2 separate regions of the Bicyclus anynana genome follow, and region 1 is linked to region 2. Evidence: chromatin contacts called from public Hi-C data. All regions are on one chromosome and are shown on one strand. Each heading gives the region's core, a stretch centred on a gene start, on an enhancer-like site or on the middle of the called end of the contact. The rest is flanking DNA. Distances are from core to core; before and after follow the strand shown.

Region 1 (6,824 bases), core at 1,272-3,771, 45 kb before region 2:
TCCCTTGAGTAATCGCAGCGTCAAAGACGAACAAACATACTTACACACTTACACACAAACTTTCGCCTTAATAATATTAGTGTGATACATTTTTGTACACATGATGGCCGGTGATTGATTGACGGATTATTTGCTCGAGGCAGACGTTAGTAAGCGCTTCATCGCACATCTCCTGGCGCCAGGCGTCTTCATACATAATTAATAATTTTGTATTTACTTAACACGTCGTTAATAAATGGAGATAGAGTTCAGTATACTCTGCATTTTTCAATATAATCACCACATTTTTAACACGTTGCGATCATTTCATCATTACCAACCCATATTCAATTCACTGCTCGAGTCTCCTCTTAGAATGAGAGGGGTTAGGCCAATAGTCCACCATGCTGGCCCAATGCGGATTGGCAGACTTCACACAAGCAGATAATTAAGAAAATTCTCTGGTATGCAGGTTACATCACGATGTTTATCCGTCACCGTTTGAGACACGTGATATTTAATTTATTAAAATGCACACAACTGAAAAGTTGGAGGTGCATGCCCCGACCGGATTCGAACCCACACTCACATCCACTGGGCTATCACAGTTTGCTGGGGCTGCCACGTTGCAATTTTTTTCTTCAACTCTGCACCAGTGTGAATGGGTCCTTACGCCTTGAGCATATGGTTGTGCCCTGCGTCCTACGATCACGAGACTATTTCAAATGCGCGTGTAACGACGCAAGTTTAAACGCAAAACCAAACGCACCAGTGTGCCTGAGGCTTTACCAGTTCTTTATTTTTAATGGCAGCTCCACTGGTGGCAAATGGCGAACCTTTCACTAAACGAGCACGAGATTTCATCAAATTCTTCGAGTTTTTGTGAAATTCACTAGCTCTCAAACCGGCTAGAGTTCAACAAAGTTTACGTAATTTGACATTTGTAGATTACCGCATTTGTAATTATTTGGTTTTTAGTCACATTTATGTAGTTTTAGGAGTGTGAGAAATTTAAAACCTTCGCAAATAATTCATTACTTTGCAAGTTAAAAACTTTATGACAAACATCAAAATATTTCCCTTTAAAATAAAAAAACATTGTATAATTTAAACTATAAACCTTGGTTGCAGTTGCTATAACCTTTGATAACCTTGTAAGCCTTTTTCTTATACAATGCGAACTCTAGAGCTAAATAACATCTCACTTGGTACAGCTGAAATTAAAAAAAATACTTATCTGCAGTGCAGTCTCCTTAGCATCTCAATGCAATGAATTAGGTAACCTTGAAATAATTGGATTTTTTTTTAACAGGGCGATTTCTATAGAATCTCTAGATCATAACACATCACTGGCTATAGCTGTAATACAAACTAACATATCGGCAGTCTCCTTGATACGCCAGCGGAATTGCAAAACCTTAATTCGCAAGGTTGCAAGCGCGTTGCCGGGAAAGATAGCGTTAGAGGTCAGTCACGTCTTCGCGAGCCGTTTTTTCTAATAATAATTTACCTACTACGAGTATTAAAATTCGCCATACTTGTTTGTGGCGTGCAGATAATTGGTATGCACAAGGTTTTAACTAGGGTAGGCATTACTTTTTATAATTTTCAATACACGCAGGTTCACAAACCTCAGGGTACGCAGTATAGTTTAGCATTAATGATGTGTACGTCATATGCGCATTCTCTGCCTTCGATTCGAGGGCGTAGGTTCGAATCTGGTCCGGGAAAAACATCGTGAGGAAACCTGCATACTTATGAATTGTCTTAATTATCTATGAGTGTGAAGTCTGCCAATCCGCATTTGGCCTGCGTGGTTGACTAAGGCTTAACACTTCATTCTGAGAGGACTCATTCAGTGAGAAATATGGGTTGTTAATGACGAGGAACAAGACGTAAGTACAAATAGTACACAACGGAAAATTACTTTTTCAATACAGGTTCGTAAAGAGACCTTAGGGTAGGCAGTTGATTGTTGCATCTATGATGTGCACTCCACTGTCCGGAGTCATTTGTTTAATCGGCCCACTATTAAATACGAGAGAGGATATGGAGTTTATATCCACCACGCTGCTTTAGTTCGCGTTTGCGGGTGTGTGTAACTTTGGAGTATGTATAAAAGGCCTACATCGTAATGGATGTCCGTCGATGATGACAATACAGAGGCGTCTCTAGCTAAGTACCTAAGCGTGCTGAGCACTGTTAAAATGTAATATGTACCTGCTTACAAACAGCACTTCCAACTTACCACAAACTGTCTGTGTAGCAAACAAACACCTTGGAAGTAGTTTTCTATTTGCCTCTCTTTGCTAAAACTAGACACATTTATTTAGTAAGAGCTCTAGAATTCCATACAACATATAGGTATGCTTAAAGGAACATTTTATACTTGAGGTTACGTTAGGTTACACCGCGCCCGGGCCTGCCATTACAACCCGCGCGACGAGTGGCGTTCGGCCGCCCCTGGGATCGCGGCGCCCTCTTTACTCTGTCCCGGGTCAGAGCCCGGTAAAGACGCCCCTGTGACAATATCTACACAGGCTTAAACTAAGCTTAAAGTTTAGTTGTGTCACTTTTGTTCGCTTTTTACTAAGTATAAATTTGGAGTGTTTGGACCCTTGGAACTTACTTTCTCCTAAAGGCAGTACAGTCCAAACTCCTCATATCATAGACTGACATACAGCTTTCATAAAACTACGAAGATCTAGCCATCACAACCTCACAATCTATTCAAGGTAACTAAGTATATAAGGAAATTACCTCGAGAATAGACATCGCTTGCGCCACAGAGTCGTAATCATAACTCTTAAGTTAAATAATTTCGTACTAAGAGTACTTCGGAGAGAAAGTGAGCAAGCGATTACTTTCGTCGTCCAGTTTTAGACCGGTGCGCGTTGCAACGGAAGCGACCGTTACCCTCGTTTCGCGTAACCAGGCCACAAGTAAAGTTCACAACTAAGATGTTGACACTACATCATCAGCTTATTTATAACTAGACGACGCCTCGCGGTTTCACCCGCGTAGTTTCTGTGAGAATACAGGAATAGTATACGAGTATATGACACTCACAAATAACGTGGCTTTTAGTGGTAAAAGAATTTTCAAAATCGGTTTAGTTGATCCAGAGATTACTCCCTATAACACTATAAACTTTATCTCTTTATAATATGTATTAGTATACATAAGTCTACTTTTATATACAAATAAGCGCTATCACTTTCAGCGCCTTTGGTACGTCTAGCAATTTATGGAAATAACTTCAAGACGAACTCGATCTAATAAACTAAAACATTAAAAAATTACAAAAGTACGAAGCGAAAAAACAAAACAAACTAATAGGCACATATATAAATATCTATTTGCATTGTATTTTTCTTTTTAATTAAATCCTATACTGTATCATGATAATAAACAATGTGCTTAAAGCAGCATTAATACGTCTATAAATCAATTTTTAATGAGTTATTAAGTGTTGTTCATATAAAATCAATATGGGTAACGTTGATACAACGTTTTATTGATTATTTCTTTATTACTAGTTAAGAAACTTACTACTAAAATATTAACTGTTTGAAGAAAATATTTCAACATCGTATTAAATTGCATCATCTGTAGGAACTAGGAACTAGGGTAATCTCTGGATCTACTGGACCGATTTTTAAAATTCTTTTACCACTAGAAAGTCACGTTAATTGTTAATGCCATAGGCTATATTTTATCCTCGTGTCCTCGTACCTCTAACAAGTACACCAAATTATAATCTTGTTTATTTTACAAACGAAATTATTAATTACACTCTTTTTCAAGTCATCAATATTATCTTTCAGTGTGTTTTCATTTAAACTCGAATATATTCGGTGATTCTTCCTCAATTCATCTGACATATCTAAGAACACTCGCTCATAAATCAACATTCATACGAAAACAAAAAAAAAATTGAAATCGCTTCACCGTTCGGTAACAGACAGACAGACACGTCAAACTTATAACACCCCTCTTTTGGCGTCGGGGATTAAAAAAGGAACCCTAGCCATCCCCATTGGCTACCATACATGGTAGGAGCTATAAACATTCAGCTCTTATAAAATGAAGTTATTATGGCTATCACTAGAAGTACTTGTACACTAGACAAGTAGCGCCGTCTAGTTACGATTATACCAATCACAAACAGGAAGTACTCAGCTGAGGCACTTTATACAGTTAACTTTTACTTTTACGATCGGCAAGCATTATTTTTTTAACGCTTTTAAATGGATTCATGCGTGTTCTCTGGTATGCAGGTTTCACGGCGTATTCGTCGCATTGTTTCACGAGCGTTTATTGGAGTTAGTTTAAGACTCAAGTGATTCACATCACAGATTCGGTATTCGATGCCGTTATAATGGATTCGTGAACAATTCGGCGTTTGACCACTTGAATAATACATCAGGATTCAAATACCGAAAAAAGTGATTCGAATTTATGTTTCATCATTGTCAACCCATATTCGGCTCACTGCTGAGCTCGAGTCTCCTCTCAGAATGAGAGAGGTTAGGCCAATAGTCCACCACCATGTTTTTGATCAATTAATATGGGAACAAATTCATAACAAATAATGGATCTAATTTATAATTCTCGACCTTGGTAGATTTGGTACTAGGTAGTAGGTACATATAAAATTGCAACAGTGTAAACTCCTATACCCGTGATAACTTAGTGGATATGACCTCTGCCTCCGATTCCGGGGGGTGTGGGTTGGAATCCGGTCCAGGGCATGCACCTCCAACTTTTCAGTTGTGTGCATTTTAAGAAATTAAATATCACGTGTCTCATGTGAAGGAAAACATAGTGAGGAAACCTGCATGCCAGAGAATTTTCTTAATTCTCCGCGTGTGAAGTCTGCTAATTTGCATTGGGCCAGCGTGGTGGACTATTGGCCCAACACCTCTCATTCTGGAGGACACGAGCTCAGCAGTGAACCGAAAATGGGTTGATAACGAGGTACTTTATACCGCGACGAACCTTGAACCTCGTGATCTAAAACCACATACGCTGGCTATGTACTGGACCGACGAGGCTTGATGATTGTGGTTTTGGATATTATTGCAATAGAACGCTTAGTCTGTGGAAACTAACGATTGCAAGGCTCGCCTGACCTTGCGTCTCACGGACAACGCAATCAATTGGGTCAGTCGGACAACCAATTTCGCGAGGTTCGCAACTCATACATACACACTCGCAATAACACACACACATAAACACACCTACAGTCTACACACACGCAAACATACACACACGTATACACCGCAGGTTAACAATGTATGTTACGGTAATTTTCATTAAGTGATTAAATTAAATAATTCCCTCGAGGAAATAGAATTGCCGATCGACGGCTTATAAATACTGAGCAAAATGGATATGGTACAGATTACTGATAATAGTATCTGGATATTACTCGAGCGATAAACGGCTGAACCTATTTTGACAGAACTGTTATTGAGATATAGATAAGATACGGAGTAACATAAACTCACTGTAGGTATATTGTGAATTCCGCACAAACAATTAAAACCACTTTGTCGACAAAATCGACTTATTGGTTAATTTAATTAAGACGTGTTTGGATTTGCGAGAAACATCGAAACATTTCTTGTGAGTCATTTTTGTTGTTACAAGTTTTTGAAAAAGTTTCAATGTTTTTGTTATGCGTGAAATTTTAATATAAGTTAGTGTTTTAAAACTACTTAAGTGTTTAAGTAGTTGTTTTAAAACTACTAAGCAACCATTTCATAAGCTGCTATTTTATTAACCCTCGACGCAAAAAGAGAGGTGTAATAATGGGGTGCCTGTTTGTCGCATCGTAGCTTTCAAACAGATGGACCGATTTCGATGCGGTTTCTTCATTTGAATGTCAGTTTACTTGCGATGGTTCTTAGATGTTTGCTATCGGCCCAGCAGTGTAAGAGTATTAGCTCTTTTCTAAAATGATGTAAGGCATTTTGGCGTATAATTACTCTGATTATGCTTTACGCAGTATAATCGTCAAATGACAATTAATTAATAACTTCGACCTGATGCTGCAACAAGAATGGTCGCCAAAAATACCGATTATTCGAAAACTCACAGCGGAAATATTATATCGTAAACCAAAGATTATAATGTAATTTGGATTTGGATTTACGAGCATATACATAGAATGATATCCACCCAATCAATCCACAACACACACAACGATCCAACTTTTTAAGGGTTGTTCCATAAACTAAATTTAATTTTTTTAATTTTTTCATCGACCAATTTACTCGTATCGTACTCGTACGAAGCTCTCGCTGACCGTTATCAGCATGAAAGTGAAACATTTGACACTGATCTGACATTGCACCTCGCGGATGCCGCAAGTGGGTCACTCGGACACGCGACATTTTGCACTTTTTACAATACTAATATTTATTTACTCTTATTTATCCATGATGCCTGGCCGCTGTTGGTATTTTTCTTTCAATGACTACCTACAAATAGTCATTAAAAATTGAATTATTATGTATTTTTGTTTATCACGTTATAATTCTTATTGTATATTTGTTATTATATTATTGTTTATAGTTTATTTAATAGTACTACTATTATTAATACTTTTTACTATTCTGGTACGCTCAAACTGAAATGTACTAGCCTGTAAGTTCACATAAGTGAATGAGTTAATTCTTAGTGAAATAATAAATATTTTAAACCCATGCCTTATGATTTGAATAAAATTTCGAATGGGAGATTGTTTGTTACGCTTTTACGTGGAATCTTTTTAAAAATTCTTACACTAATAGAACAAGAGCAGTACTAGCAGTACAGAACTAACAACAGAGCTCGTT
Region 2 (6,898 bases), core at 3,723-6,222:
TTTAATAGGTTGGCTTGGTGTAGTTTTTTCACTTTATGACTAGACTTGACCTTGATTGGTAACATTCCAGAACGTCTTCACTTGGTGACCACATTGCGCTTCTCTGCACAACAACTCTATGCCTGTAAGTATTACGTGGTGGTGCGATAAAGAGCGGACATCGAGACAAAGTCGCGGCCGTTAACCCCCGCTATCAGCTGGCGACATCGCGCGGCTGCGGGGAAATTATCTTTCGTGCAATATTTCGGTCATTCACTAGTGTACCGAGAGAAACCGAAAACATTGTGGAAATCTGCTGGTGGGAGGCTTCGGCCGTGACTAGTTACCACCCTACCGGCAAAAACGTATCGCCAAGCGATTTAGCGTTCCGGTACAATGTCGTGTAGAAACCGAAAGGAGTGTGGATTTTCATCCTCCTCCTAACAAGTTAGCCCGCTTCCATCTTAGACTGCATCATCACTTACCATCAGGTGAGATTGTAGTCAAAGCTAACTTGTAAGAAATAATAAAAAAAAGACACTAGCAGACGCTACGCGGATTCACACGCGTTGTTCCCGTTGGAATGGGAATACTTAAAATAAACATATATTAAGTATATTAAGCTCTTCGATAATAAGTAAATATATAAAATAATAAATGAATCCAATAAACTCAGTATACAGCAGAGAAAGTGAAATATTAAGAAAATGTATGTAAACATTAAGATCCGGCTGAATCACAAAACTTCCGCCCATTAGCGAATTCCGAGTGTCTCATCCGCTTTTATTATTTGATTGTTCTTTGATTTTCATTTTCCTTCTTCACATAAGTATAGATTATTATCGCAGAGTTTAATTATTAGTTTTTCATGAAAGTTTTTATTAGAACATTTATGAAAACCTCGCAACCAAAACCGTTGACTCGATACGAAGCGGAGCGTCCGTAGCAAAAAAGAAGTCTAGTGTAGGTATAAACTGGCAACCCACTCCATCGACTCTGACATAAGCGGTACGAGCCTTAGCATCAAAGAAGTGTAGTGTATTAACTGGCAACCCACTCCGTGGACTCGGACATAAGCGGAACGAGCCTTAGCAACAAAGAAGTGTAGTGTATAATCTGGCAACCTACTCCGTCGACTCGGACATAAGCGGAACGAGCCTTAGCAACAAAGAAGTGTAGTGTATAAACTGGCAACCCACTCCGTCGACTCGGACATAAGCGAAACAGCCTTAGCAACAAAGAAGTGTAGTGTATAAACTGGCAACCCACTCCGTCGACTCGGACATAAGCGAAACGAGCCTTGGCAACAAAGAAGTGTAGTGTATAAACTGGCAACCCACTCCGTCGAGTCGGATATAAGCGGAACGCGCCTTAGCAACAAATAAGTGTAGTGTATAAAGTGGCAACCCACTCAGTCGACACGGACATAAGCGGAACGAGCCTTAGCAACAAAGATGTGTAGTGTATAAACTGGCAACCCACTCCGTCGACTCGGACATAAGCGGAACGAGCCTTAACAACAAAGAAGTGTAGTGTATAAACTGGCAACCTACTCCGTCGACTCGGACATAAGCGGAACGCGCCTTAGCAACAAATAAGTGTAGTGTATAAACTGGCAACCCACTCAGTCGACTCGGACATAAGCGGAACGAGCCTTGGCAACAAAGAAGTGTAGTGTATAAACTGGGAACCCACTCCGTCGACTCGGACATAAGCGGAACGCGCCTTAGCAACAAATAAGTGTAGTGTATAAACTGGCAACCCACTCAGTCGACTCGGACATAAGCGGAACGAGCCTTAGCAACAAAGATGTGTAGTGTATAAACTGGCAACCCACTCCGTCGACTCGGACATAAGCGGAACGAGCCTTAACAACAAAGAAGTGTAGTGTATAAACTGGCAACCTACTCCGTCGACTCGGACATAAGCGGAACGCGCCTTAGCAACAAATAAGTGTAGTGTATAAACTGGCAACCCACTCAGTCGACTCGGACATAAGCGGAACGAGCCTTAGCAACAAAGATGTGTAGTGTATAAACTGGCAACCCACTCCGTCGACTCGGACATAAGCGGAACGAGCCTTAACAACAAAGAAGTGTAGTTTATAAGCTGGCAACTTCGGCCTCTGCCGTCGCGGCCGACAGCGCGGCGCGACCTACTTGCTCCTAGCGACGAAACCGTGCGCCTTCCACATTAGCACTGCTCAAAATAAACGAATTCTTCATAAATGTTGACTATAACAAGCATAGAGATCGATTACTTTCGATTAATTAAATTATTATTTATTAGATTTAATCATACGGCAATATTCGGCAAAATTTACATCATAATTTGCAATTCATATTATATTGTCATTCATTCATAAGAAAATATCGAGGAGGAGGATCTACCTATTGTAGGAGTTCAGTGTTGTATATAGTTCAATTTTAACATACGAGAAAGTTTGTGACCTACATAATAATTATGTACCACAATTAATGTCTTATAGGACAATTCTTCAAATAAATGAAAAGCACGCACTCACGCACACAAAAAATTCTCGCTCTCTTTTTTGGTTCCGTACCCAAAGGAAAACTTGGGACTCTATTACTAAAACTCCTCTGTCTATCCGTCCGTTAGTCCGTCCTACATGAAATGAAACGTGATTAACAATCACGGTTCATGAGAAAGCTGAAATTTTCAAAGATTATAAAAACAAAATAAAACAAATATTTAAGGGGCCTCCCATACAACAATTTTTTTGCCGTTTTTATAGATAGTAGATTAAAATATAATGACACCCGTCGTGCGCAAGGCCGACTCGCTCTTGGCCGATTATTTATAAGATAGTAAGTAAGTACCTAAATGGATTTTTTGCGGATTTTTTATTAGTTAGTTTGTTCATTACAATTTGTTTGAAAATTTATTAATTATTAACGATGTTATCGTTTTAGGAAGGTTAGATATCACCAAAATTCGAGATACTCTTAGTTAATTTAGAGGCCTTTTTTATCTCTTCTTGAAGTACTACAAATACATAAAAACACTAGATAAAATATTCTAAAAAAAAGTTCGCTCTTCCGTTTGCGAAACTTTCGAGTGCCAAGGCACTCGTTGATCAGGGCTCCTGACTAAGGAACCATCTCAAGGATTACTGCTTTCGGTACCCGACCCTTAATCCAACATTCAAGCGAAAGCTTTTGTTGTTGATTGAGGTTTTTCGCTATAAGACGATTGACTCATGACTGAAACGACTATCGGAACAATAATTCAACATGGCGGTAATCTCGTGACTCTTGCGCAAGGTTAAAAGGCCATAATTATTATGCGTAAATAATAATTATTTACTAGCGCCAAGTTCAGACTAGGTGATTGATATTATGTATACCCTCAGACCAATTATAGAAGGAACTGACGTTTCGAAAGTGCTTGTAAACTGAGCCTTCTTGAAATAAATGAATTTTGAACAGTAATTGTATCGCACCCAAGTTCACGAAAAAAATTGCCTGTCATTTTATGAGGGAAACGAGCTTAGTTTTAGTATAATATTAGTAATACTAAACTTGAAGATTATGCCCGTTTTTTACACCATTCAATTAAACAAGAAGGAATTTTACGGAGCTCTTTAACCGACGAACACGATTACAACTATGAAACATCGATACTATAGAGACAGTTTTTTATAATCGCATTAGATCGTTGATCATATACTTTGTCAGAAAAGTAACGTCTAGCAGGGCAGGTCCTATACAATAATTTGTCTGAGTGTATATCTAGTAATGCATAAGGCTCGAAATACGCCATAATCACGACTAAAGTGGCTTTGAAGACAAAATTATTTGTCGAATAGGGGATTTCTACCAAAACATAGCATTATGTTCTCAACTTCTTTAACCAGTGTTAGGAAAAAAGTTTGAAGCATGAATACAAAACATCGCCGGACTCTACTTTCTATAGAACTGCAAAAAGTAGGCCCTTAATGTGCATTAATAGGTATTAAACCCAGTTTTCTTTAGTTAACCTACCTAGAGTATCTAAAATTCAATATAGGTAGGTACAACTAACCCGCTGTTCACATTAAATAATATCAACTCTAATAAAATTACGCGTCGAGAAAGCTGGATGCTGATATTTCGCAATACTGTTCTCGGCAAACGATTCAAAAAAACTCGTTCCTGTGGGCCTTGGCAACACTTGGCCACTTGCCACGCCCATCCAGACTTGCTGGAAAGCAGTTTCACAGCCAAGTCGTTGCTTGTAATTAACCAACTGTCAATTTTAACCTATTATCAACGCAATCTGCTGATTCTAGTCAAGTTTCTTTTACGTTTTTTCGCTTAACTGTATAAATAAAAGAACAGCTGCTTTTTCGAGGAACAATAAAGTTACGCTTCCTCGTACGTAACTCCTCAATCAAGATAAGTAGTGACATTGAAATTTGTTTAACTTAACGTTTAGTAACATAAGGCGGCTCGCTAATTAAAAATTGAATAGGTAGGTTTATTTTTTTTTACAAATAAATTGAATACAATTGAATCGAGAGCACAATTAGTAAATTAAAAGTTATCGCTTATTGACGACATAGTTACAGCGGCACAGATAACGGAACGTAATTAAGTATAATTAACTGCCAAGTGGTTTGAAAATGATGCACTCGCTTACTGTATTCTTTTGCGTGTAGACTGTAGAGCTTCAAGGAACACCGCGTGACACCAGTCCGGTTCAATTCCACGTAGACGGTTCGTAGTTCTCACGAGAAGTATCCACAGAGCGTCAAGGATCCACGACGCAGTCGTTTTGGACAACGTCGCGTAAGCAGTCACAAGCACTCTCACAGAATCAATTCAACACTACACCATCTGCACGGCACTGATCCGTTGCGACGAAGCGTATCCAGTTTTTTTTTGTACAAGAGTTTTTTTTAGTAGACGTACGAAATAAAAGTCGGATTCAACTGTAATTAACGAGCGACACGAACACTTACGCGTACAGACCGCTGAAAACTGGTAGTTTGTCGACGATAAAACCCGATTGCGCGCCGACCGGCCCTGGCAGGAGGGTAAAGAGGGGCAGCGAGGTCTCGTTCACTCTCGCGGGCACACGTTAAGGAGGGGACAAGGAGGCCAATAACAGCCGAACGAAGCTCGCCGATCCCGCTATGATTGCTACGATTCACGACACCACGCGCGGGCGGCTGTGGCCTGTGGATGACGTGACGGATGCCTTGGAGTTTGGGCTCAATGCTCATCGCTACGTTGATAGCATATTGGCAAACATCGCACACGTCACCGTGCGTGCATCAAGTACGATGTAGAGTTTAATTTATAAACAACATTTGTTAACAATATTTATTGTAACCATTGTGTCTATATTTGAAGTGTAAAACTGCACATCTACATCTGTCATCTACTATGTTTTTATCATTACCTCAACGATTTTTAGGTACACAACAAGATGTTTCGGCACCATGAACTGCTCTACCAACATTTGAACGCGGGTAGTATCTAAACAATTAAGACAGAGTCTCCGATTCCGGAGAGCGTAGGTTTTATAATATGTCATAGCGGCGAATTGGGACACCGTGGTTGACTATTGGCTTAACCCCTCTCATTACTGAGGAGACTCGAGCTCAGCAGTGAGCTGAATATGGGTTGATAATGATGAAGATGATCTAAACAATAAATAACTGAAATACTTGTATCATTTGAATATTAATTTTCTCACTTTGTTTAACAGTAACGTAAATAGGTTGTAATCGTAAAATTAATAAAACTAGGTACGTACCCGGTATTCCTTAACATAAGTATTGATCTGGAACGGTTGTTGAGCCATATTCGACGTGTTTAGCCGCACGATTCCCATCAAACCAACAACACTACATCAACAGCTATTCAACGAGCAATAAAACTCCGTTAGAACTAATTTGCATTCAGCAAAAACTCTTTGAGGCAATTTCTCCGCGGGAATTTTTTTGCGCGTTCCACGCTATCGAGGTTTGCACGGGACATTAGCGGCGTGGCACACAGAAAAAGATTATTTACACGAGCAATTTATTGAAATCTAGTTATATAAATCTTTTTCTAAACAAACCTTCGTCTGAGGTCTTAACAGTCTTCTGGAGAGCATTTATCTAACTAATTTACATGTTAAATTGTCAAGCCGTATCACCGTTGAGACTGGATATTAACATAAAATTGAAAATTTCGAAATTTTCCCGAAGATTATGAAATTATTAATTACACTCTCGATCAAGTCATCAACATTCTCTTTCAGTGCGCTTTTATTTGAGACTCCACTAGAGTATATGTATTTGCAGTCATTCGGTTATTCTTCGCCAATTTCACCCCACACAACTTTTAAACGGCTCAACCGATTTTCATCAAACATGTCTAAGATCACTCGCACATAAGTCATCTTTTGCGCAAAATTAACAAAATTGAAATCGCTTCATCCGTTCGGGAGGTATGGTGCCACAGACAGACTGATAGACAGATAGACACGTCAAACTTATAACACCTTTTTTTGCGCTGGGGGTTAAAAATAAGCACATTACCTACTCGAAACATGCATTTACGGCTGGTAAAACATTGAAACCGACAAAACTCAATGTCTACACTCGTTGACTTTTGAAGAATTCATGACGGTAATGGAAGTCAGCAGTGCTGACTACTGTTGCAGATCCTGGGAGATATAAGAGAAGAGTGGAGTTTATGCGATAATAGTCTAATTTGCCCTGTAATTAAGGCTTCAATTGCGAAAACCTTACTCTCGGTTCCTCCTTTAGAAACATCCTCCGTCATTATAGTAGTATGCACAGAAGTCATTGCTTTTTCTCTATACCTACCCGCATTTACGTACATTCATCCGACGTTTACCATCGTTTCGTTCGCACAACTTTCCGAGTTATTGTATACAGCTTTTAAAGCGTGAGAAATTGGTT

What was found. Hi-C and Micro-C count contacts between places; a contact is called where the count stands out from the background.
Region 1: a Hi-C map of whole larva shows a contact between it and region 2, with 1.8 times the contacts expected there. The contact joins the enhancer-like site here to the promoter of LOC112043465 in region 2. A contact is called at or near these places in 2 of 2 Hi-C or Micro-C datasets (whole body and whole larva).

What each region holds. Positions count from the first base shown.
Region 1 is chr12:4,095,563-4,102,386 of ilBicAnyn1.1, reverse strand. All of the region lies in intron 2 of LOC112043465, which reads right to left. Among protein-coding and RNA genes, the nearest start is that of LOC112043465, 44 kb to the right of the region's middle. Within about 2 kb of position 2,521, at least 4 of the 8 cell types and tissues checked have open chromatin away from gene starts, as enhancers often do.
Region 2 is chr12:4,052,916-4,059,813 of ilBicAnyn1.1, reverse strand. It overlaps LOC112043465, which reads right to left and starts at 4,972. Exons shown (of 9, transcript XM_024078876.2): 1 at 4,621-4,972.